5 separate regions of the Mus musculus genome follow, and regions 1, 2, 4 and 5 are each linked to region 3. The links are chromatin contacts, called in public HiCAR-type, HiChIP or PLAC-seq and promoter capture Hi-C maps. All regions are on one chromosome and are shown on one strand. Each heading gives the region's core, a stretch centred on a gene start, on an enhancer-like site or on the middle of the called end of the contact. The rest is flanking DNA. Distances are from core to core; before and after follow the strand shown.

Region 1 (4,423 bases), core at 1,221-3,720, 2.8 Mb after region 3:
ATGAAGAAGGAAAATAGACTGAGGATGGAGATAGAGGTACTGGGGGAGAGATGATGAGGAAGAGGACGGGGGGGGAGGGGGGAGGAACAAAAGGAGGAGTAGAAGCAGCTACAGACGGACCAGAAACGGAGGAGATAGGAAGACGGAGACAGGAGAGGAGAAACCCAGACAGAGAGGGACATGGCAGGGTTAGAAGAGAAATGAAGCAAGGAAAAAGGAGAGAGATTGGGAGGCACAGGCAGAAGGAGAGGACAGAGGAGAAGACGGAGACACACGGAAGTATAAAGTCATTGATTCTCTCAGTCACCCATTCACTCATTCAGTCCCACAGGGACAGATAGTGGCCATCTAAGCAGCTACCAGGACCCGGACAGGAGCTTCCTACCTACCTGTTGCAGCTCAGGGCTGGGATGGCTGATGGGTGACAGAGGCTGACAGAGGCAGTGGCTGGTCCTCTTCCCAGCCCCGCCCCCTCCCCCGGGGTGCAGCCCCTCAGGACCGCCTTCTCCTCCTAAGCACCACCTGTCTCCATGCCCTGGGTCTGTCTCTGAGTCCTCTCCTTGCACTGATGAATCTTCCTCCTCCTCCTCCTCCTCCCCCTCCTCCTCCTCCTCCTTCTCTCTCTCTCTCTTTCAGCCATTCCTGTTTAGAGCCTGTCTTTCTCTGGAGTCCCTCTGTCACACTTGCACTAAAAGACGGGCCCTCCAGGTGTATACGCTCATGCACACAAGCCTCTCCTCTTCCCACTCAGCCTCCCACTCTTTCACAGGCCATCAGAGTAGCAGCCTCACCCCATCACAGCACATCACAGCACACAGACTCAAAAGTCGCTCACACAGGGATGCATCCTATTTTGCTGGGTCACTGAGTAACCCAGTCCCGCCCCACCCCCCACCCCCCCACTTAACCCAACACACAATGACAAAGGTCCTTAATATACCTGCCCACTGCTGACACTCATGATTTCTCACAGCAGAGGTCACTGCACAGTCAGGCACAGTATCTTAGAGAGTCAAATGTATACATTGTTACCTACCAGTGCAGCTTTAACTTCTCCTGAAGTTCGCATTCACACTGTCTTGGAGTCTCACACAACCACATACTGGTTCAGCCTCACTGCCAAGCGCTCCATTGCCTAGTGTGACAGAGAACCACGTGCTTTTCTTTCCAGGAGCGCCTTTGTGTGGTCACATTTACTCCTGGTCAATTTCCTGATACACAGTGGCCCACATTCTCCCTCCCCATACTGTGTCACATGTTATTACTATCATAGCGGCACAGTGTCTTTTGGTATCATACATTGTTGACATTTGATAACATGGTCTTTTACACACACACACACACACACACACACCATTGTGGGCACAGCCTTTGCTGGGCCTTGAAGTCTATACTACAAACACTTGTCACACTCACTCACTCACTGTTTCTCTCTTCTACATTCAACATTCCCTGTCTCGCAGACCCTGTAAACTCACCTCTGCCACCCAGAACAATCACACACCTTTGCACAGGCAGTCACAAACACAAGCCAACCTCTCAGCGTCACACGTGGTCACCCAGTTTCTCAGGACTCACCAGTGTGGCAGACATACTGTCTCACATCCACACAGTTGGCCACACTAGGTCCCTCTCCCGAGCCTCCCTCTTGCATTCGATCATTTGATCACTTGGGCATTCCAGCTCCCCTGACTCTCTACGCTCTGTAACACGCGTGGTCACCCTTACATGTGGTCAGACTTACGAACAGTCTCCAGGCAGGTCCTCTCTCAGGTCCAATGCCATACACAGTGGCCCACAGTCTCGCTGATAAAGTGTAACAAGTATAACATGGTCAGCCACACATCACACCTACTCTAACAGTCCCACTGAACCCCTTCTTGTCATTCCTAATCTCACCTTGTCACACAGTCACACATCATCTGCTGGCGTCCCACACCACCTCTGAGGCGTGCCCTTACACTGGCGTGGGTCGCACCACCTCTGGACGTCGCATCCAGACCACAGCATCGCTTGCTTGCCTCGCCGCCATCAAGGACTCCCTATTGGCCACACGGTGGCGCCCGCGAACCAAAGTCGCTGCAGGAGCTCAAGCAGAAGAAGAGGCGAAGACTAGGCGTCCCCGTCCGCCCAGCAGAAGATAGAAACGGGAGATCTGGGGGACCCAAGAAGGATAAGAGAGGGAGATGGCTCCCTAGGAAGGTGAAAGTAGTGAGGGATCAGAGTGAGAGGACGGAAAATGGGACAGAGAACTTCAGAGGGCGGTGAGAACTGCAAAGAGAAACAGAACTAAGTTCACAGAGAGACAGACGAAGGATAGATGATGGATGCACAGGGAGAGGCCACAGGAGACAGATACACAGACTGAGCCTTGGAGACAGACACTCAGAGACCGAGTCAAGCCTGCCAAGAGACAAGAGAGACAGAGGGAGCCTTCCCCGCTGGACCACACGGCGGAGGCCGTGCCTATAGGGAGAGAGCATGCTGTGGGTGTGATCAAGGGAGGGGCTTTGTGGGGTGTGTTGAATGGGGCGTGGCCTGGAGGGATGTGAGGGCGGGGTTTAACGTTCCTTTTCATTCTGGCTCTCTGGGATGCTGGAACCCTGGGCAGGGGTGGAGTAAGGAGAAGCGTTTCTTTTGCAGACAGCTCAACCCTATTTTCACAGCCTGCCCTGGGAAGCCAAACTGGTGGGGAAAGATACCAGCCTCTGATAGTTCCCACCTGGCAGTACCGGAGATAGACTCCAAAATCTCGTATGTGCTAAGCAACCACTGAGCTGTATCCCATGGCCCTTTTTAACTTTTTCATTTTGAGACAGTCTCCTATAGTTGCGCTAGACTGGCCTTGAACTTTCTCTGTGGCCAAGGCAGGCTTTGAACTTGCGACCTTCCTGCATTGGCCATTCCAAGGGAGCTGGGATGACAAGTCAGAGCCACCCTGATAGCTTTTTGGAGTTGGGAGTATGGAACCCTGGCTCCCTGCCCCCCCTCCCTCGTGGGTTCACAGGGCCAGGTTGGAAGGAGAACACGGCCCACATCTGGAAAGTATCAGGCGCGCCGGACGTGCCAGGGCCCGGGGCCGGGACTGCGGAAGGGGGAGGGGAGCCAAAGATTGGTGTCTGCCGGCGCCTAGGAGGGGCCTGGGCGCGCGCCGAGCCCGGCGCCTCCCGCAGCTGGTTTTCATCCCCAGATCTGGCCTCGGCCGCCACTGGGGAAGAAACCCAGCTTACTTAAAGCTGGAAAGGCAGGGTGACAGCCCCGTCTCCGGACCAAAGGCTAGAGGAAGGAGGATGGAGGACAAACAGACACGGTCTGGATAACCTCCAGCTCCCTCCTAATCTGCAGATTTACATTTTACGTATTTATTTTTTGTGTGTATGGGGAGGTGTGTGCCAGTGCCACAGCCTTGGTGTGGAACTGAGACCACCTTGGGAGCCTCGGTTTTCTCCTTCCATCATGCGGGTGCCAGGGTGGAACTCGGGCCCACAGGCTTGGTGCCAAAGGCCATCTTCCAGCTGAACCATCTCGAAGTCCTTAATCATTAAGCATCTTAAAGTAAGTCCAGAATCCAGTTTCTTCCCACAAACTCAATTCAGCTTCGCTATTTTCTTGGCTTCCTCAGCTGGCTTCTGCCTTCTGCCTCTGACCCTGTCAACATGTTCCTTGTAGAGAAGTTTTGAGGTGTTTGTCTAGAATCAAGTCCCAGGGTACCTGTAATCCAGGCACTGGGGATGATGAGCCTGGAGGACCAGAACTTCTGGAATAGCCTGGACTACACAGTAAGTTTCCATCTCAACTGGTGCTAGAAAGTGGACCAGCCTAAAAGGGGGGGTGGGGGAGGGGACTGGGGGTTGTATTTTAGCTGGTAAAGGGATTCCATTGTGCAGGAAACCACAGGTAAAACAGATACCAGTAATTCAAGGATTCAGCATGTGGCCAGCCTTGGCTACATAGCAAAATTTTTTTTCATTTTTTTCAAAGATGTGTTTTATGTGTACGAGTGTCTTGCTTCTATGTATGTATTATGTATGTGCACCATACAGGTACCTATGACTAGTTATGGACCACCATGTGGGTGCTGGGAACTGAACCCACGCCTTCTGCAAGAACAAAGTATTCTTAACCACTGAGCCATTTATCCTGCCCCCAAAACTTTTTATTATTTTTTTTAAAAAATAGTTATTTTATGAGTGTTTTGCTTGCATTGCATGTATGTCTGTGTACCACTTGTGTGTCCGGTGCCTGAAGAGGTCAGAAGAGGGTGTTGGGTCCCCTGAAAGTGGAGCTGCAAATGGTTGTGAGTCACCATGTGGTGCTGAGAATCAAATCCCAGTCCTCTGCAAGAACAGATACGCTTAACGGCTTAGCCACATTCCCAGCGACCACAGCAAGCTTAGAAGACGATCAGAAGAAGAGGTACCAT
Region 2 (4,890 bases), core at 517-3,016, 2.6 Mb after region 3:
ACAGAGGAAATAATAGTATTGTGGCTTGCTCAAGATCACATAGCTTCAGGAACAATTGGAGCTGGGTTCAAATTTGTTAGAGCAGATACTGCCTCAAAAAAAAAAAAATCAAAAGAAAATTCACTTCCTACATGATCCCACTGGCACTGGCAGGTATAGTCAAATAGGGACTGTGCCTAGAAATTAGATTCAGATTCACTCTCAGTCAGACTCTTCAGGAATACGTTGATGCCTGTGGACACACGTCAAATGGACATGTGTACCAACATCGATTTTCCAGAGTGATTGTTAGTTGTAGTCAGGGGTGGAGCGGGGGAGGTGAGGCTGATACACAGCCTTAAAGCACTTATATATAGTGTTAGTGTCTAGATTGAGGACTTAAAGACTAGAATAGGAAGATACACAGTGGGGTCTGAAGATGTTACTGGAGGCTAGACTACCCGTGGCTTCTCAGAAAGAGTTTGGGTTGTCTCACGAGGGAGCTGGGGAGCCATGGAAGGCTGCGGCGGGTGCCAGTTTTACAGTATTCCAGCAAGATGCCTCTGACTGCCATATGGAAGGTAAACTGGAGGAGGGAGGATGAACGCAAGCATCAGAGGAGGCTGAAGCTCTGATCCAGGCACAGGAAATGCAAGCAGCAACAGTGTCATTTAAAAGATCCCTTTGGGGCTGGGGTGTTGTGGCACACGCCTTTAATCCCAGCACTTGGGAGGCAGAGTTAGGCGAATTTCTGAGTTCAAGGCCAGCCTGGTCTACAGAGTGAGTTCCAGGACAGCCAGGGCTACACAGAGAAACCCTGTCTCGGAAGAAAAAAAAAAATCCCTTTGGTGTGGTTGTTTGTATTCGGAACAGCGTCTCAGGTATCCCAGGCTGGCCTTGAACCTGAAATTCTGATACTGTTGCCTCCACCTATCAAGCCTTCAAATTACTGAGGTGCACCTTTCAGCCTGATTTATATAGTGCTGGAATTGGAACTCAAGCCTGGAGCACTCTAGACAAGTACTCTACCAACTGAGCTACATCCATGACCCTTTAAAAGGTTTTTTCTAGGACTTGACATGATGATGCAAAGCTTTAATCCCAACACTTGGGAGGTACAGGCAGCTGGGTCTTTGAATTCAAGGCCAGCCTGGTTTATATAGCAAGTTCCAGGCTAGCCAGGGTTGCATAATTAAATCCTATCTCAAAATAAAAAAATAAAATAAATTAATAAGGATGCTGTTGGGCTCGGAACAAACATGGTACAATTGAGACTTGTCAAGACTTGAAGATCGGGATGCCTTGTTAATAATTCAAAAAGAGCCTTGATTTGCAACGTTCAAGTTTTATTTTGTTTGCTTGAGAAACTACCCATTTTCCAAAAGGGTTACTGAGGAGACAAGAGATAAACTTGTTCAAGGTCACACGAGTAATTGGCAGCACCCAGCTCCAGAGCAAACTCCGGGTTGGGCAGGGTGCTGGTTTGAAAGCAGCCCCACCCGCCGGAGGCAACGCAACCCAATCACCAACCCTAAAGGAAGCCGGGATCTCCAAGAAACTTTTGCAGCCTCGCAACTTTGGGAGTAGGCGCCCTCCCGGCCTGCCCCCATCCACAAGGCCCCTTCTCTCCTTTCTGATTGGCTACTTCTACAAGTACAAGTACGGTCTGGATACCCTCTGGTCACCTTGTCCTCCCGGCGCTCTGGGGGCGGGGGCGGGGGGGGGGGGAAGTTGGGGGGGACGCCGCGCAGGCGCGTCAGGAGTGCCTTTGGGGCCCGCGCTTTACGACACTTGTGCGGCAGCGGCGGCGGTCACTCGGCACTCCTTCGCGACGGTTCGGCCTGGTGCCGCGAGCGGCCGTTGCCAGGGTGGGGGTCGCTTTGCGGCATGGCGATGGCGGAGGGCGAGCGGACTGAGTGTGCTGAGACCCCCCGGGACGAACCCCCGGCCGATGGCACTCTGAAGCGGGCAGAGGAGCTCAAGACACAGGCCAACGACTACTTCAAAGGTGCGCCCGGCCCGGACGGGGTGAGGGAGGGTGGACAGCGGCCCAGGCTGTGGGGGTGCCAGGCCCGGCGGGGAACCATGGCAACGCGGAGCGGCAGCCTGGGCGCCGGGCAAGCACTACAGAGTAGCCAGGCGCGAGGAGGAGGCTCAGGCTGGACGACAGACTGGGGAGAGCTGCTGAGAAGTGGATACCAAGCAGAAGCCACTCACTGGGGAGACTGAGGCAGGCGCTGCTACACGATAGGGGAAAAGCAGGGGGCCGACATGTGAGTGCTACCAAATGTGAGACCTGGACAGAGGTGCTAAATGGTGGTCAGACCTGAAGAGGGCGCTACCAAATAGTGACATGTGTTTAGGGCAGTGATGGCGCTGCCGAGTGGGGAGGCCTGAGATGAGTATGACCGAGAAGAGAAGGCCCAATAGAGAAGGGAATTATGGGGATGGAGGTAGATAATTATATTGGAAGGCGATTTGGGGTGATCCAAGGAAACGAGTAGGGTGGAGAGGTGGAGCAGGAACGAATAGGGTGATCTTGGGCTAAGAGTGCCATGTGGGAGGACATGTCTCCGTTCATTCATTCTTTCAGTACACTTGTATTAAATAAGTGTCATGTGCTACACGGCCTGTGCTTGGCTCTGAGGCTGCAGCGATGAATGCAACACATGACTCGGATTTAAGCAGAACCAATCATTGCAAACTTGTGATGATCACTTTGGGTCAAGGTGACAACACAGGAAATACAGCTTAGAGTCTGCTTTCGATGGTGAGGTCGGGAGTGCCTGGAGAAAGAGGCTTTTTGAGGCGAATTGACAAGGAGTTTTACACGTGGGTCCTGACCACTGAGTTTGTGTGAAGACCCTGGGGTGGAGAGTGATTGAAAACAGACTGGCTTGGCTGGAGTTTGAGGAAACTGGGGGTACGAGGGGAAGACTGATACAAGAGAAGATTAAGATAAGGGGACAGAGCATGCAAAATCTGAATTCGTCACAAAGATGAGTTTTGGGTTTCCTTCGCTGTCCGAAAAGGGACATTGAGTGGGTAGATGGGACCAGTCTGGACTGGAGAAAATTTTGAGTGTAACCAGCCTATGGTTGGAGGTGCCCTGGGAATGGATGAAGTCACCAGAGAGTGGGATCTAGAGAGAACCTAGGATGGAGTTTTCATGTTTACAGCGGAAAAGGGGCTACTGAGGAGAAGTGACTGAGGTGGAAGAGAAACCAGGAAAGGTGCCACAGGCTAAGAAAACAAGGTTCTTCCGGAAAGAAAGCCACGTGCCTGATCACCTAGCCCCAGGCACTGTCCATCAGAGCTTTTGCTCCCAGAGGAACGCGGTGACGTTAACAGCAGTTGTAGATGATAAAGAGGCTGCCAGCCCAGAAGACCCTGGCTGGTGAAGGCAAGTGAGGAATTGGAGACCAACAGGCACAAGTGTCTCGGTTCTGAAAGGGAATGGAGAATTGGGGGCAGATGGCAAGAGGGAGTAGGTGGGGGTCCTAGGGATGCTTTTTCAGCTATGGCCCAAAAGAGAAACAGACCCAGCTGTAACAGATCTGGAGGAGGTGGGGGAAGGTGAGAAGGATTTAGAGTCCTTGGGGAAAGGTGCCCACCCCCCATGGGGATAAGCCCAGACATGGTGCTTGCCTGTCATCCCAGCTCTCTGGAGGTGGAGGTGGGAGGATTGTGAAGACCAAGGAGAGAGGTGAGGCCAGAGTTAGAGCCTTCGGGGGCTGAGTGGTTTTATAGGTGTCATCCTAACGGTGGCTTGGAGCTGTGGAGGGGTTTTAGGAGAGTGGTCCAGTTACTTTGGGTACTGGTCCTCCTTGCTGTTCAGAGACTGGATTCAAAGGCCAGGCTGGAGAGAGGAGACTGGAAGGGAAGACAGGTGAGGGGTGGAGCCTTTGACCAGGCTAGTGGGAGGAACTGAGGCTGGCTGCCCAGAGACGGGGAGGGGAGCAGGTGGCTAAGGTGAGTGGAGCCTGGCACTAGGGAGTGGGGCAGAAGTGGAGGTGGTTAGAAGGGTTAGGATGCAGCTACACATAGAAGGTGGGAGGGGACTTGAGCTGTCAGCAGAGGCCCTGGAGAGCTAAAGCTGGTCCAGATTCATGCCTTCTAAAGAACGGGGCTTAGGGCGGGGTGGGGCTGCTAGAAGGGAGGGAAGTTAATGAGTGTGAGAGATCCTATCAGGACGGTAAGCCTGGCTTGCAAGGTTTGGAAGGTTGGAGGCCACCAGCACCAGTTGACTAGGCCCAGCTATGTACTGGTTGGAAGAAGGCGCGGCCATCTTTCCTTGGGTCCTGAAAAGATCATCCAGAAACTGGGCTACTGCTGCAGAGGACAGGTAGGGGAAGGAGTTAGCCATCGGGAAGGACCCTTCACCCTCACCCCTGCCTCCCAGGTCCTGAGGTTTGGGCTCCCAGGAACTTAGGGCTGGGCAGGCAGCCAGAGGGGCCTGGCCTGGAGCTGACTTGAAGGAGCACCCTTCCTGATCCAGGCCTCCCGCTGCTGTGGGCAGGCAGTGGCAAGCACAGAGCCCCAGGCTCAGGCTATAAGTAAGGATACCAATAAAAAGAATAATTGCAGCTAGCTTTCATTAAACCTGTGGTGGCCAGGCACTCCTGAGCTGAACCCTGCCTGGGGCATTGGGGGTGGCAGAGAGCAGCCACTTTGGTTTATAGAGGAAGCCACCTCACAGTGAAACTTCTTGCCCAGGGTCAGAGTGTGTGAGCAGAAGGCGGATATCCCCTTCCTCCCCACGTGCTCGGTGCAGCTCTCCCTGTTAGACGCATCTGGTCTCAGCGGGGAGAAGGGGGCCCTGTGGAGGAAAGGGGGATCTCAGGGACTCAGAAGATCCCCACCCCCAAACGTAGATGGTTCCTCTGTAAGCTCAACCCCACTGTAAGGGTT
Region 3 (4,727 bases), core at 1,418-3,917:
TGCTCTTCCTGTTCAGGTCCAGGAAATGTGAGAACTCAATGAGGAAGTGAAAACTGCCTACAGAGAGGGTTCATTTCTCCTACAGTGTGATGGTTTGAATGTGGCTGTACCCCATACGATCAGAGGTGTGGACTCCTGGTCTTCAGTTGGTGGTACTGTTTGGGGCCACTTAGAAGCTGAGGCCTTACTGGAGGAAATATGCCAGTCTCCCTCCCTCTCCCTCTCTGTGCTTAATACATTCATTTGGGGACACGTTCTCTGTTTCTTGTTCCAACCAGCATGCCTGCTGCTTGCTCCTATGTCCCTCCACCCCCACCACACTGTACTCTTGGGAGCTATAGGCTAAAATAAACTCTTCCAAAACTTGCTGTTGGTCATCACAGCAACAGGAAAGTAACTAATACAGACTTCATTGGGAACTATGTAAATCAGGCTGGCCTCGAACTCAGAGATCTGCCTGGCTCTGCCTCATAAGTGCTGGGATTAAAGGTGTGCACCACCACCCTGCTAACTTATTTATCCTTATTTTATGAGCATTGGTGTTTTGCCTGCATGTGTGAGGGTGTCAGGGACCTGTGTCTTCTGAAAGAGTAGCCAGTGCTTTTAACTGCTGAGACATCTTTCCAGGCCCTTATGTTAAGGAGATTTTTAGTTGGAGCTGAGATGGCTTAGCTGTTCTGGAGCACCCGAGTTCCATTTCCAGGACTACATGGCCACTCACAATAGTCTGTAACTCCAGCTCCAGGGACCTGGCGCCCTCTTCTGGCTTTCAAGGACACTAGGCACATATATGGTGCACATCCATACATGAAGACATAAAATAATGAATTTTTTTTTTTTTTTGAGTCAGGGTTTCTCTGTATAGCCCTGGCTGTCCTGGAACTCACTTTGTAGACCAGGCTGGCCTCGAACTCAGAAATCTGCCTGCCTCTGCCTCTCAAGTGCTGGGATTAAAGGTGTGAGCCAGCACACCCGGCTATTTTTTTTTAAAGAGTGTTTTAGTAGGGATATAGACACTCTCACCAATTAAGGGGGCTTGTTTCCAGAGGATCAGTGTTCAGTTCTCAGTCTTCCTGTTGGGTATCTTATAATTGCTTATTGAAACAGGTGAAGTTAGAGATTCACTGGCTTCTGCCTTCTCAGTGCTGAGACTAAAGTCGAGCACCAACACTCCCAGTCCTTGATTGTGGTCTAACAATCTTTGACTTTTTAGTTACTATAAAATTTGAGAACTTTTTGTAACTGATATAATTCACTAACTTTGTAGCTAACAATTTGAGAGATTTTGTATCTAATGTAAAATCATGGTGTTCTTGTGCTGTGCCATGAAACAAACGTTCGTGAACCCCAAAAAGACCACCAAGGAGCCAAATCCAAAGCAATTGCATTAGGATCTTTTTATTCAAGCTCTTGTTGCGGTGTAGCCTAGAACTAGTGCTAGGTACCGGCCTGTTAGTTTACTTGAGTTCAATCTTAAGTCAGATTCTCTGAGATGGAGTCTGAACCCAAAGGAATTGGTCTCTCACTTGTTTAATGTGCTGAGACATAACCTGTAATCCCCGATAGCACTCCTAGCACTCCTGAGGATGAGGCTAGAAGATGCCGCAAGTTCTATGCTTGCCACAGCCAGGGCTTCATTTCAAGACCTTTCCCTTTACCCATCAAAACGAACAAACAAAAGGAGAAAATAGGATTATTACTCTCATGTATGTTATGTTTTAATCCCAGTATTCTGGAGGCTGAGGCAGGAGGATCAGGAGTTGAGGCCGGCCTGGGCTACAGAATGAGATCCTGTCTTTGTGTTTAAAGATTCGAGGTTTGCAAGAAAGCACAGACCCCTAATGGAAGACGAGTGCTAAACTAAGCGGCCTAAAAGCGGCTAAGGTCCGGGATGAAGGTGGCTCAGCGGCTAAGAGCATATCTGCTCTTCCAGAGGTCCCGAGTTTACTTCCGAGCAACCACACGGTGGCTCACAACCATCTATAAGGTGATCTGATGCCCTCTGCTGACATAAAGATACAGTGCTCGTGTACATAAAACAAATAAACGAGTCTTTATTTGAAAAAAGTGACTAGGGTCCCATTTCCAGGTGTGGTGTCCGTAAGAAAGCAGATACGGCCTAAGGATGAACTACAGTCTCCGAGGGTTGATGACGAAAGCTTAAGACAAGGAAATCGCATCAGAAGCGAAAAGAACAAAGTAATGACCACCCCTTAGGTCGAAAATCCGCAGCCAGAGAGGGGTTTTCTCTTCAAGAGGGGCGTGGCTCTAGCGAATCGCTACGGTGGCCGGAAAAGCTCCGAAACCATCGACTTTGTAAAACCCGAGAAGAAACGGCCATCCGAACTGCGGTGGAATTGCTTGGGAAGACCATACAATCAAAAAAATAACCATCCACCTTGGCCGAGTGTAACAAGTAGAACCCATGAAAAGAGCATTTCCTGCTATAGAAAGTTCAAGCACTCGGAGAAGTCACTCCCTGCTAGACCAAAACAACCAAATTGCGGTGAAAGGGGCGGACGTCGAGTACGGTGGCCTAGTTGGTCCTTCAAGAGGGCGTGGCTTGAGGCGCTCCATTCTGATACGGAAGCCTGGTGGGGACGGGTTAAGCGTAAAATCTCGCGCGATCGCGCTGGCGCCGTCGGGGACGGGGCGGGGCTGGCGGCGGGGGCGGGGACCCGGAGCAGGAAGATGGCGGCGGCGCAGGAGGCGGACGGGGCCGGCAGCGCCGTGGTGGCGGCCGGGGGAGGCAGCTCTGGTCAGGTACGGAGGCCGAGAGGTGCCTGAGGGGGCTCTTCCCCAGCGGGGGGCACCCCTGCAGGGAGTGTCTTGTCCTTTTTGGAGGAACCCGGTGCACCGGGGGCTCCATGCCCCAGAGGGACCTTGAATATTGGGCCCTGGCGGCGCCCGGCCGCCCAGGAGGCCGGACGGTGGCGGGAACCCGGCCCTGTTGCGCGCCGGGTCTCCTGCAGGCTCGCGCCGGGCGTCCAGCGGACTCCTTGCTCGAGCGGAGGAGAGGGTGGCGCGGAGGGGCGCAGACTCGGTCCTCGACTGTGTGGTTCCAGCCTCCAGCACTGTTTCTAGAGAGGGCTGGTGTTCCTGGTCCGCTCCGCAGTGCCCGAGATCGGGGGCAGTGGTTGGTTAATTGAGAGTTTTCAAGCTCAGGGCAAATACGGTAATTGTGGTGGGTAGAGGGCATGGGCTGCGGAGGCCGACCGACCCATTTCACAGACAAGGATCCGAGGGACGACAAGACGAAGGCGCTTGTAGAAGGTCACCCAGGTTAGTTTTGGTGTCCGTTCTAGGAAAAAGCTGACTGTGGGTGGTCTGGGCTGAGATGGGCGCTGTTTTAGCCCAAGCTGATCAAATAAATAGAGAAATAATTGATCCAGGCGCGTTTGCCTCCCAACCCATTACCACCTCAAATAAACTGAGACCTCAGAGCATAGCAGTTCACTCAGGCACCGTGCAGGCTTCTGCTGGAATTGATGGAGTGGAAGCAAGGTGCTGTCGACCCACCCACTGGGATGTCACTGCCGTGTAGGAGGCAGCTCAGGGGTGAGGAGTACCGACTGGGAGGGGTGCATGTAGCTGACTGGATGTGACCTTGGACAAGTTTTCTTCCTTTGGGTCTTTATTTCCCCAGTGGTTAATGGAGGACTTGGGCGAGAGGGCCAGCCTTATGGCTATAAAGATGTCTCCAGTCATGTCCCTGCAGTGAGGGGAGTGGGAGAGGAGATGGTAGCGTAAACAGACTCGGGAAGTGACAGAAGTCGGGATGAGGGGCTGTAGGGTCTCAAAGGAGGGGGACAGATACACTCAAGTGATGAGGTAGAACCCACCTTTTCTGACTGAGTCTTTCTGGCATTTCCAACCAGACCTTGGGTGCACACAGCTCAGGAAATTGCTGGTTTATCCCTGCTGTGGTGAATACACCAGCGGGGTCTGCAGGGACGTCCTAGCCTCTGGTCCTTGGGACTGGCTCCTGTAAGTTTCTGTTGATTATTGGGTGGCAGTGGCGTGAGAGACTGTTGAGCTTCCAGTCACATGTGGAGCCTCTCTGGTTCCCATCTCTGCTCTAAATCTTTGCTTTGTGACTTTGGTCAGGGTCTTCCTATGAAGCTAGGGCCGATGGTGGCCCTTCTGCTTCAGCCTCCCAAGTGCTGGGATGACAGTCTACTTCTAATCCTAGCTTATGCTTGAAAAGTTTTAATGCTCATACTTTGGCCTTCAGGATAAAGTACACATTTTTTTTTTCTTTTTCTTTTTTCTCTTTTTTTAAAGCAGATCAAGATCTGGCATGAACTATTTTCTTTAGACTAGACTAGGCTTTCTTTGTTCTTTTTCTTTTTCTCTCCCCCCTTTTCGTTTTTATTAATTTTTTGAGACTGTCTTTGTAGCCATCTCACGTTTTTGTAGCCCTGGCTGGTCTAGAACTCAGAGAGTTCTGCCTGCCTCTGTCTCCCAAGTGCTGGAATTAAAGGTGTGCCCATTATACCCTGGCTTGTTTGTTTTTATAGTTCTGGAACTCACTCTGTAGCCCAGACTGGCCTGGAACTCTGAGATCCACCTGCTTTTGCCTCCCAAGTGCTGGGAATACCGCTGTGAGCCACCACTGTCCAGCTTAAAAACACCTTGGTATTGACACTTTGAGTTGGCAAATTCCTCACTGTGGGGCTGCCCTGTGCAGTGATAAGTATGGTATTTGCATACTTATGTCAGTAGCA
Region 4 (4,370 bases), core at 1,795-4,294, 2.7 Mb after region 3:
GATTAGAACTCAGGTCCTTAAGCTTGCACTGCAAGCCCTATTATGCACTGAACCATCTTCCTTGCCCCTAGTTTTCTTCAAAGACAATGAAAACTGAAGGATTCAAGGGCAGGCAGATGTTTGTTTGTTTTTTTCCCAGAACTAACTCTCAGGATCTCAATTTCCATTTAGGCTGCTGGAGGGTGAACACTGAAGAATCCACACAGCAAGCTTCAAAGAGCAAGGTCTGACTTACCAAATTCGTACAGTGCAAGGAACAAAATGTCTACATGCCCTTCTGGGCCGCAGGCCGAGCAGGCAAGCTATGCCTCCAGAAGAAAAAGCAGGGGTAGAAGAGAATAAAGGCTGAATGTGGGTGCGCAATACCGTGAGCCCCTTTGTGGGCAAAGGGAAAGAACGTTCTAGAATTTTCCAAAGCTATTTATTACCTTGTCCACCTTTGAGGCTGTGCAGAAATGAAAAGTGGCTCCAACTCAGGAAAAGACACAGAGGGAATCTCCCCCTGACAGTATCCCCCAACCTAAGGCCTTACATCCATTGCCTGTGTGAGTCTGACCCACACAGGCACACTGGGCCCCCAACGGTTCACAGTCAGGTTTTATTCAACCACAAAGAAAAAGTTCTCTTCCAACTTGAGTCTTCTTCCTTGATGCTCTCTCACCTCCGTGGGTACAGGGTTCCCCAAATCATAGCTTCCTGGAATCTATGGATAGATCAGAACACACCAAGGGAAGCAGGAAGAACCATAATTAGATATTTACTGCCTGGGAATCTCCTGAGACCAGGACCGTGGCCACCCCCACCTCCACCCCTACCCAGCCAGGCCCTAGAAACGTTAGCCTTTGATCCCTACACCTCAACAGACTACAGAATCTCAAATCATAAATTTTTATATAGCCCAGCTGACCTTAAACTCTCAACCCTCTGCTTTGCCTCCCAAGTGCTGGGGTTACAAGCATGTGACACGATGTCCTGCGCCAAAACTGCTACATTTTTATGGAGGGAAATGGATCAGATGGTCATGGGTCAACCTTGACCCCAATGATGCCTAGTAAGGGCTCTAGGAGGGAGGCCCAGCCTCTTGCTTGATAATCCTCACCTGGGAGGGTAGCTTGTTTTTTCCTCCCCCAATATCCTGAGGTCCTCCTGGTTACCCTGTTGTGGCCCCCTCTGTACCCCACTGAACCCCACCTTAACTAACCAAGTCATCTCTATGTGCATTCACCTTTGGAGACTCGAGGGAAGGCTCCCAGCTTGGTCTTCTGAGGCCTGGATGTTGAAGCAGGTGCATCATGAGGTACCGACACAGCCCTTCTAGCACCAAGCCCTTTCTTCAGAATCGCTGTTTTGTTCTTGGTGGCTTCAGCATCAAGCAGGACATAGGAGAGAGTGCCCAAGCTCACCATCTTCTTCTTCTTCCTCGTGGGGACAGGGATCTTGTTAGAGGCCCAGGTCATGGCTTTCTTCTTTGCGGGGTTCTCCGGTCCACCATCTTGATCTGAATCCTCTAGGTTCCCGGGGCTGTCAGCTGCAGGCAGCGCAGACCGAGGAAGATCGCTGGGATCCCTCCAGACTCTTTTCTTCTTCCATACTGTCTCTTCCTGCTTCACAAAGGGTTTTTTGTTGCTCTTGACAGACTCTGGGATCTCTGAGCTCTGGGCAGCTTCACCAGCTTCCAAATTAACCTTATTGTAATTGCTGTTGTAATTGCTGCCCTGGGATTTCCTCCAGCATATTGGCTCTTGCTTAAGATTTTTTTTCTGCTTCCTCCTCCTGGAGCGAATCTTACCTCCAGGCCTGCGAACTAGAGGTTTTGGAGGGTCACCATGGTCCTCTGTGTTCTTCCAATAGTTTCGGTCCTCCATCTTGAAAGCTGAGCCCACTTCGACGCCCAGCCCGGGTTCCTTCTTTACTCTCTTCCTCGCTGTGGAAGCCCAAGCCTCCATCAACTCAGCCTCAGCAGCCTCCTCAGCCCTTGCTTCTTCATCCCGACTACGGATTGCAGCATCCATGTAGAATATGACCTGTACTACTGCACCCAGGAGCAACCCCAGGGCTTCTGCCCAGTTCGGTGGAGGCTGGTTTGAATTCGGTAGCGGTGGGTTAGGGTTAAGCTTCAAGAGGCGCACCATATCCTCCCAAGTGCGTCCTTCGCCATCCAAGAATTCGTTCAGATTTTTTAAAAAGTCGTCGTCCTGGGTGGGATCCCTGCAGACCACTCTCCAGACACCGCCCCTCCCTGGGAACTCCCGGGGTATAGAGCTCAGATTCACACCCTCGCTAACCTCAACTAGAGCAGCCTTCACGTTCTCTTGCCTCAAAAAAATTTTGTTGAGCACACGGTATGTGCCCAGTGGCAAGAGGACCCCATTCAAGGTCTCCTCAATTTCTGCGTGGCTACAGTACTCAGGGATCCCAGTGACCAACAGGGATCTGTGGATGTCCATTCCCATGCCCCTGCACCAATCTTCCAGCAGGGTCATGGCCACGGGCTCCGACATCTTTCTGCTCTACCTGTTCGTGAAAGAAAGGGGGTGGAGGTAAAGTAAGGCTCCCCAAATATGAATCCTGCAAAGTAACAAGGCAGTGAGGTCAAATCCCCTGGAAGATGGACAGGAATATAGGTCTCCCCTGACTCCTCCACAGCTTTGGCCTTACACAACGCCTCGTCCATAGCGCCTCTCCTCCCCGCTACCCCCCACCCCCGCTCCCAGGATCCTCCTTCCCAGCCTGGGCCCCTGGTGCTCACGTGTCCTGAATATGGTTCCTGGAGCCTGGCGCTCCACAGGTTCACAGGGATATTCTGGCCTCCCCCGCTTCTGACAACTCACCCAGGTCAAAGCTAGGAGCCTGGAGCACAGCTGCTTTCCCAAGCGCAGGCTCTGGCCCCAAAGAGGCCAGGACTCCGTCCCTATGCTTCAGCTCCAGTCAGCACAGGTCACACAGCCTTGATCTATACCGAGCTGGCCAGCTGGCGTTGAAGATCACTCATGCGCACTTGCTTCCTGCACAAGGTCCTCAGATCCGCATCCCCGGCGGTCTCCATGGCAACAGTCCATTGGTTGCTAAGCATCATCCTAGCCTGCTGTGTGTGGGCTCTGCAATCAAACTTAACATGGAAGACAGACAAAAGATGCGACTGCTGTGACTGCTTAGGTGTTCATTGGGCAAAAAGTTCACATTGTGCATCCCTCCAGAGCCGTTTCTCCACCACGGACTACTTTTTCTCTTTAAATACACACACACACACACACACACACACACACACACACACACACATAAACATATATATATATATATATATATATATATATATATATATATATCCCACCCTCACCCACAAGGCAGGGTCCTGTGTAGCCCTGCCTGGCTTGGAGCTCACAGAAACCTACCTGTCTCTACTTCCTGAGTGCTAGAATTAAAGTCTTGTGCCTCCATGTCTGGAAACTTTTATAATTAATTGTTGTTGTTGTTGTTGTTTTATAATGTGTTGTTGTGGTGGTGGGGATCCAATATCCCCTTCTGGCTTTGACAGGCACTACACTCACATAAAAGAAACACACACATAGATGAAAATTTTTAAAAAAATTAAAAGCTCTAGTAAAGAAAGTAATTTATTTCTCAATCCAGTATTTATTTCCCAGATAGACTATACTGTGGAATTCCTTATACAAAGCAAATGTGTATCGTCTGTACAGCTAGAGTTCCATGGTCCTCACGTCCCTTTGTCTGTATTCTCTAACATGGAAAAGGTGGATTGGGAGCGATGGGGAGGAGAGATGCCTCACAGGGACCCCGTGGCTTGGAGGATGTATCTATGGGCAAGGTCAAGTGCAGCCAGGAGGAAGGGCAGTGCAGGAAGTCATCTCCCTAGATAAGTGGGATCTTGCAGTTCTGTGTGCTCTTCAAGGCCATCTGCTGCAGGATGGATGTGGCTAAACCATGGGGACCTCTGGGAGCCCTGAACCTCCTTCTTGACTTCACAACTCCTGGGAGGGTGTGTGGTCACTCCATGGTATGTGAGGTAGTAGCAGGGTGGCATTATTCAAATCATCTTTCACCTTCAGATTCATTCTCCTATCAACAACAATCTCAAAAAAAAAAAAAAAGATGGAAACAAATCCTTAGGGGTTTGTTTGTTTGTTTGTTTTAATGAATGGCGGCTCTTTTCCTTCGTGACTTAGTAAAATAGATGACCCTTTCTATAATAACAAAGCCACTAGCCTTGGGAGAAGAGTAAGTTGGGTCATGTTGCCTGGGTGACTTGCCCAGGAAACGGGTCCGTGAACACAGCACTAGTGAAGAAGGGAAGCTTTTCCAGGGGACTTTTTGTGGTGTGGAATGGTGATGATGGTGATGTTGGTGATGGA
Region 5 (4,795 bases), core at 624-3,123, 2.6 Mb after region 3:
TAGAGCCCCTGCCTAGAATCCCCCAGTGAGGGGCTGGGGGTGTGGCTCAGTGGTAGAGCCCCTGTCTAGAATCCCCCAGTGAGGGGCTGGGGGCGTGGCTCAGTGGTAGAGCCCCTGCCTAGAATCCCCCAGTGAGGGGCTGGGGGCGTGGCTCAGTGGTAGAGCCCCTGCCTAGAATCTCAATATCACAGTGAAGAGCTGGGGATATGTATGGTTCTGGTTGAGTTTGTCCCAAATTCAATCCTCTGTGCTATAAACACAATAAAACAATAAGAAATAAATAAACCCTCTCTCCTGACAGTTACAGCAAAGTCCTCAGAGTTAATCTTCACTATACTAGTTTGGTTCATATATCTTCCCAAAACTGGTAATCACTGTGGCCAAGGAAGTCCTACAGTGATTGGCTCTGTCTGGATTTTGCCTTCTTCCCTGGAGTTGCTGATAGCATGGATATAGTCAGATTTATTCAAATAAAATCAACTGAAACTAAATGGCATGGGAGCTGGGCATAATGGTACACACCTGTAATCCACTTGGAAGGTGAAGGCAGGAGGATAGAAGTTCAAGGCCAGCTCTTGCTGGCCAGTCTTGACGGGGTTACATGAGACCCCATCTGAAAATAAAATGGAGAAGAGGAGGAAGAAAGAGGAAGGAGAAAGAAGAGGAGAAGGAAGATGGAGAAGAGAAGGCAATGGGAGGAGACAGCTTACTATTTTCCTGAGTTGAGGTGGGGAGCCATGTGGATTTTTAGAGGAGAATTTTTTTAAGTTTTTTATTACATTTTACGTGTGGTGTGTGTATGTGTGTGTGTGTGTGTGTGTGTGTGTGTGTGTGCGCGCGTGCGCGCAGATAAATCAAAGACCTTGCCTTCCACGATGTGGGGGGAGGGGGGAGGGCCTGGGGATTGAACACTGGTCTTCAGGGTTGGCAGCAAGGGCCTTAAACCTGGAGCCAACCGTCTAGCCGAGAAGAGCACTCTAAAGAGAGTGCGCAGTTATGTGTGAAAGTCCTAAGATGGAGCTTGCCCAATAACTCAAAAACAATAAATCCATTTCTGCCGCAGTGTAGAGTGTACCCAAACCTGCATACGGAAGGAACACTGCTCCTTCACCCCTGTCCTTAGTGTCCACGCCCTCTCCAGCCTACACAGGAACTTCCTTCCTCTTCCTTACCCAGCTGTACCGTCTTCCACCTGTCCATGTCACTGCGCACGTATCTCTCATCGGTTCTCTGTTCCCTTTACAAGTGGGTGTGATGAAGCTAAAGCATATTTACTTGACAGAAGCTTAATTATTCATCCGCAGGAACCTGCACAGGGAGTTAAGAGAGGCCACGGGTCAGGATGGGGTGGAGACGGGTGGACAAGGAAGATTCTGGGAGGCGGGGTCCACAGTGGGGCCACACAGTGGAGGGACATGGGGTATGGCAAAGAAAGGGGTTATGAAATACAGGTGAAGTAGAGTTCGGGGTGGAGAGAAGTGGGGACTTGGTACGTCAAGAAAAGGACAGAGCGGGAGAAAGGAGAGGGGGTTGGGAAAGGTGGGAGTGAAGGCAGAGACTGCGACAGGAACTGGGACACAGAGAACAGTGAATCAGATGGTTCAGAAGTGTACATATGGAAGTTCAGAGACTGGAGGGAAATCACGCCCGGCGGGCTCCGGACTGCCAAGGAAGTCTGGGGCAGGGGCGTGGCTGGGGGTGTGCATTACATCGGATTCCCCAACCCCTTGAAGTTCCAAGTCTTCTCCTTTAGTCCCTCCTCCTTCTCGGGAGCAACAAGCCCACCTTCCAATCAGAGCCGCGGGCTGGGCAAAGACCAGCCAATGGAGTGGCAGAGGTGGAGCTGGGGAGGGGGCTCACACAGGCAGGGGAGGGGGACGCTGGGCATCGAGGGCTCTGGAACCGCGAAGGGCGAGCCATGGCGTTGGGGCTGCAGCGCGTGAGGTACAGGGCTTCGGGGATAGGATGGTGGGGTCTGGGGGCTCTCTTTGACGGAGCTTTAAGGGAACCCCTCATCTCTGGGGTGTGGCTCAAGTTGAGGACACTGTGAGGCGCCCGATTGGGGACACATCCCGATGCACCCTCCACCTTAGAGGTTTTCAGGGTATCAGGGATTTACCCCCAGAGCTCCAGCTGTCCCGCCCCCCTCCCCTGGAACTGCTTTGGGGTTATGAGCTGCAATTTCCAGATACATCGGGTTCAATCCTCCATCTGGCTGGGGGTGAAACTCCAAGTTCCTTATGGATTGGAGGTGGTCGCGTTTGAGCAAGGAAGACTTCTTCCAAAAAAGTCTTTTCCTCCAAATCCCTGAAAGGAGTCTTCCTTGGCAGTCTAGCTCTTGTGGTGTTAATAAGGGATCCCCAAACTGGAGTTTCTAGGGAGTCCCTGAAAGACACTATTTCTGAATTCCAGGAGAGAGGTTAATTTTACCATGCCCTTTCTAACAGTCTCCCAAGCTTCAAAATGCTCTAAAATGACATGGGGATAGGGAGGTCCTCATTAGAGGCTGTGTGGGACCTAACCAAGGTCTTTTTGCCTTTCAAAGAGTGGAATGATAGCTGGGGAAGGAGATTCATGCCTGTAAACCCAGCACTTGGAAAGCTATAGGAGATTGATGCTTTCAAAGCCAGCCTGGCCTACATGGCAAGTTCCAGACCAGCTTTGGTCTACATTTTCTTGTCTCAAAAAACAGCATTAAATAAGTAGGGTCGCTCCTTTTCAGTACCAACAGAACAAATCTGAGCCACTTCCTGCGATCTGGTTCTGTGTCAATTTCATCTGCCTGGACCCAGTCTGTAATTGAGGGAGGAGGGCCCCACCCAAACCCTATTTGAGAGACATCCTTCCGAAAGATGCCCTGGCTAATCAAGGGAAGGCAGCGCCCTCCTGTGGCTGGACACAGCTGGGGTTATCCTAGGAAGAAGCGGGTTCTGTGTTCACCTTGCAACAGGTGCAGAGGCTTTGGGACCATAGCCAGTGGAGCCCATTTCGCCAGGTTGCCACGGGAGACCCCAGAAAAATTTCCTAGACTCTTGGTATTCCCTGTCTAAATTGGGGCATCCCTCAAGCCTCACCCCTGTCCCTCCTCCCTGGCTTCCGAGATCTGATTGGTTTTTCTCTACACCCAGTTTTTACCCCCTACCTCAACCCACCCAGGCTCGCCCTTTTTCTGGCCCTGTCTGGCCCATCTATTCCAACTTCTGGCCCTGAGCCCACCCGGGAACTCAGTCCCCACCCCTTCTAGGCCATCCCTGGTGCCGCTCGTGACAGCGCCCCTTTATGGTTGTGTGAGGGCCCTCTCCTAACTTAACTAGGGTGTCATCGCTCCCCCCCCCCCACTCCTCCTCCCGTTAGCACCCAAGGCCAGCCCTTTCCTGTGGTGTCATCCCACGCGGCCGCACATCCAACTTGCACCCGCCTCACAGCTGAGCTCCGGGCCCCTCCTGCACCCCCAGGATGACAGTTGGCATCAGAGGGGGCTTGGGTGAGGGTGAGTGGTTACCTCTGGCGCCGTGTGCCCCTTTCTTTCTTCTAGCTTCCGTCTCCAAGCCATCTTACTCTTTGTGGGGAGTATTCATAGGAGATCAAGAATGAGCACACTGCCCTGAATACCCACCTGAGAGCAGGGTTTCCGGGAAAAACAGGACAGATGGCTAGACACCCCACCGAATGACATGAGAACAAGTTGGATCAAGGTCAGAGAGACTCCCCACTGACCCCTACCTTAAGTCCTTTCTCCAACCCAAACCTTGTCCCCTGGCCTCTCAGGTCACCTCCAAGCAATATCAAAGGGGTCAGATGTAAAGCTAAGCCCCCAGTGCACCTCAAACCCTCTACAGTTTTGGCAAGCCCCTCCACCCCCCAGTACCCAGCTAAGAGTCAGAGAGAAGCTCAGAATGTGAAAATTCTTAATGTCTTAATTCCCTGAGCTGTTCGGGGTGAGAAAGAGATGGGGTCTTTTCTCTCTTGGCTAAGACACCACTGGGCCCCAAGTCCCCCTTCCCAGGCCTCACCCTGGGCCCCTAGGCCCCACCCTCTGTTCTCAGTTAGAACACGGAGTGAAGGTGGCAAGGTTCCAGGCGCACGTCCCAGGCTGGGCACACTGCCAAGGGGTTGGCCCAGAGCTGGGCCAGCTAGGGAGATCCGCAGCGGTGCTGGGACAGGAGGAAAGGACTTAAGGCCACCAGGCAGAAAGGAACAGACAGGAGTCCCTGGGGTGGTGGGCACACCTTCTTGAAGAATAACATTTTAGAACACAGGCTCTAAAGTCAGGGTTCAAACCCCCAAGCTTCCACTCCCTGGCCCAGGGATTTCCCTCCCAGAGCACCAGCTTCCAGTCTTGGATAATGGGAGTCAGAACTCTCCCAGTGAGGAAACAGATCTCTCCCCCACCACATACACACACACACACACACACACACACACACACACACACATACACACACACAATGAGGTGCCTGAAATCAACAGACCCTGCTCTTGGGAGCCTCGGCAATTTCTGTCACCCATCTGAGGTGGCTTCCAAAGCAGGAAGGTAATGGTGGGTGCATGGTGGGTATGAAGCTTCCCTGAGAGACAACTGAGCAAGGTAGACTGGAATGGCCATGAGATTACCTCCTGAGCCACCCAGGCTAGCCCTGTCATTGCTCTGGGCCTCAGCCTCTGTCTAAGACAGACTAACCTCGAACTCATCACATTCCAGGATGACCATGAATTCAGGCTCCCTCTGCTCCCACCCCCTTAGTGATAGATTTGCAGGCAGGTACCACATCCTGTGCATGTAGTTCCGCTAGGC

What was found. Promoter capture Hi-C pulls out the DNA fragments that hold promoters and counts their contacts. HiCAR-type assays count read pairs that join an accessible place to other places. HiChIP or PLAC-seq counts read pairs in DNA pulled down with a chosen protein or histone mark.
Region 1: an H3K27ac HiChIP or PLAC-seq map of embryonic stem cells shows a contact between it and region 3, with 4 times the contacts expected there. The contact joins the promoter of Gng8 here to the promoter of Clptm1 in region 3. A contact is called at or near these places in 4 of 115 datasets of contacts at active chromatin or transcription factors (astrocytes, embryonic limb bud, embryonic stem cells and 1 more).
Region 2: a contact with region 3 is called in a HiCAR-type map of astrocytes, with 4 times the contacts expected there. The contact joins the promoter of Ppp5c here to the promoter of Clptm1 in region 3. A contact is called at or near these places in 1 of 39 promoter capture datasets (hippocampal neurons) and 2 of 115 datasets of contacts at active chromatin or transcription factors (astrocytes and pro-B cells).
Region 4: a contact with region 3 is called in a HiCAR-type map of astrocytes, with 5 times the contacts expected there. The contact joins the promoter of Pnmal1 here to the promoter of Clptm1 in region 3. A contact is called at or near these places in 1 of 39 promoter capture datasets (hippocampal neurons) and 1 of 115 datasets of contacts at active chromatin or transcription factors (astrocytes).
Region 5: a promoter capture Hi-C map of hippocampal neurons shows a contact between it and region 3, with 14 times the contacts expected there. The contact joins the promoter of Hif3a here to the promoter of Clptm1 in region 3. A contact is called at or near these places in 1 of 39 promoter capture datasets (hippocampal neurons), 1 of 484 Hi-C or Micro-C datasets (B cells) and 1 of 115 datasets of contacts at active chromatin or transcription factors (embryonic forebrain).

Annotation. Positions count from the first base shown.
Region 1 is chr7:16,889,833-16,894,255 of GRCm38.p6, reverse strand. Gng8 (guanine nucleotide binding protein (G protein), gamma 8) reads right to left here and starts at 2,470. Exons shown (of 4, transcript NM_010320.3): 1 at 1,900-2,470; 2 at 1,745-1,806.
Region 2 is chr7:17,024,790-17,029,679 of GRCm38.p6, reverse strand. It overlaps Ppp5c (protein phosphatase 5, catalytic subunit), which reads left to right and starts at 1,766. Exons shown (of 13, transcript NM_011155.2): 1 at 1,766-1,987. The coding sequence starts at 1,867.
Region 3 is chr7:19,662,970-19,667,696 of GRCm38.p6, reverse strand. Clptm1 (cleft lip and palate associated transmembrane protein 1) reads left to right here and starts at 2,667. Exons shown (of 14, transcript NM_019649.2): 1 at 2,667-2,763. The coding sequence starts at 2,692.
Region 4 is chr7:16,958,353-16,962,722 of GRCm38.p6, reverse strand. It overlaps Pnmal1 (PNMA-like 1), which reads right to left and starts at 3,044. Exons shown (of 3, transcript NM_001007569.2): 1 at 2,832-3,044; 2 at 1,226-2,514; 3 at 1-703. The coding sequence starts at 2,501. The coding sequence ends at 687.
Region 5 is chr7:17,059,505-17,064,299 of GRCm38.p6, reverse strand. Hif3a (hypoxia inducible factor 3, alpha subunit) reads left to right here and starts at 1,873. Exons shown (of 15, transcript NM_001162950.1): 1 at 1,873-1,944. The coding sequence starts at 1,919.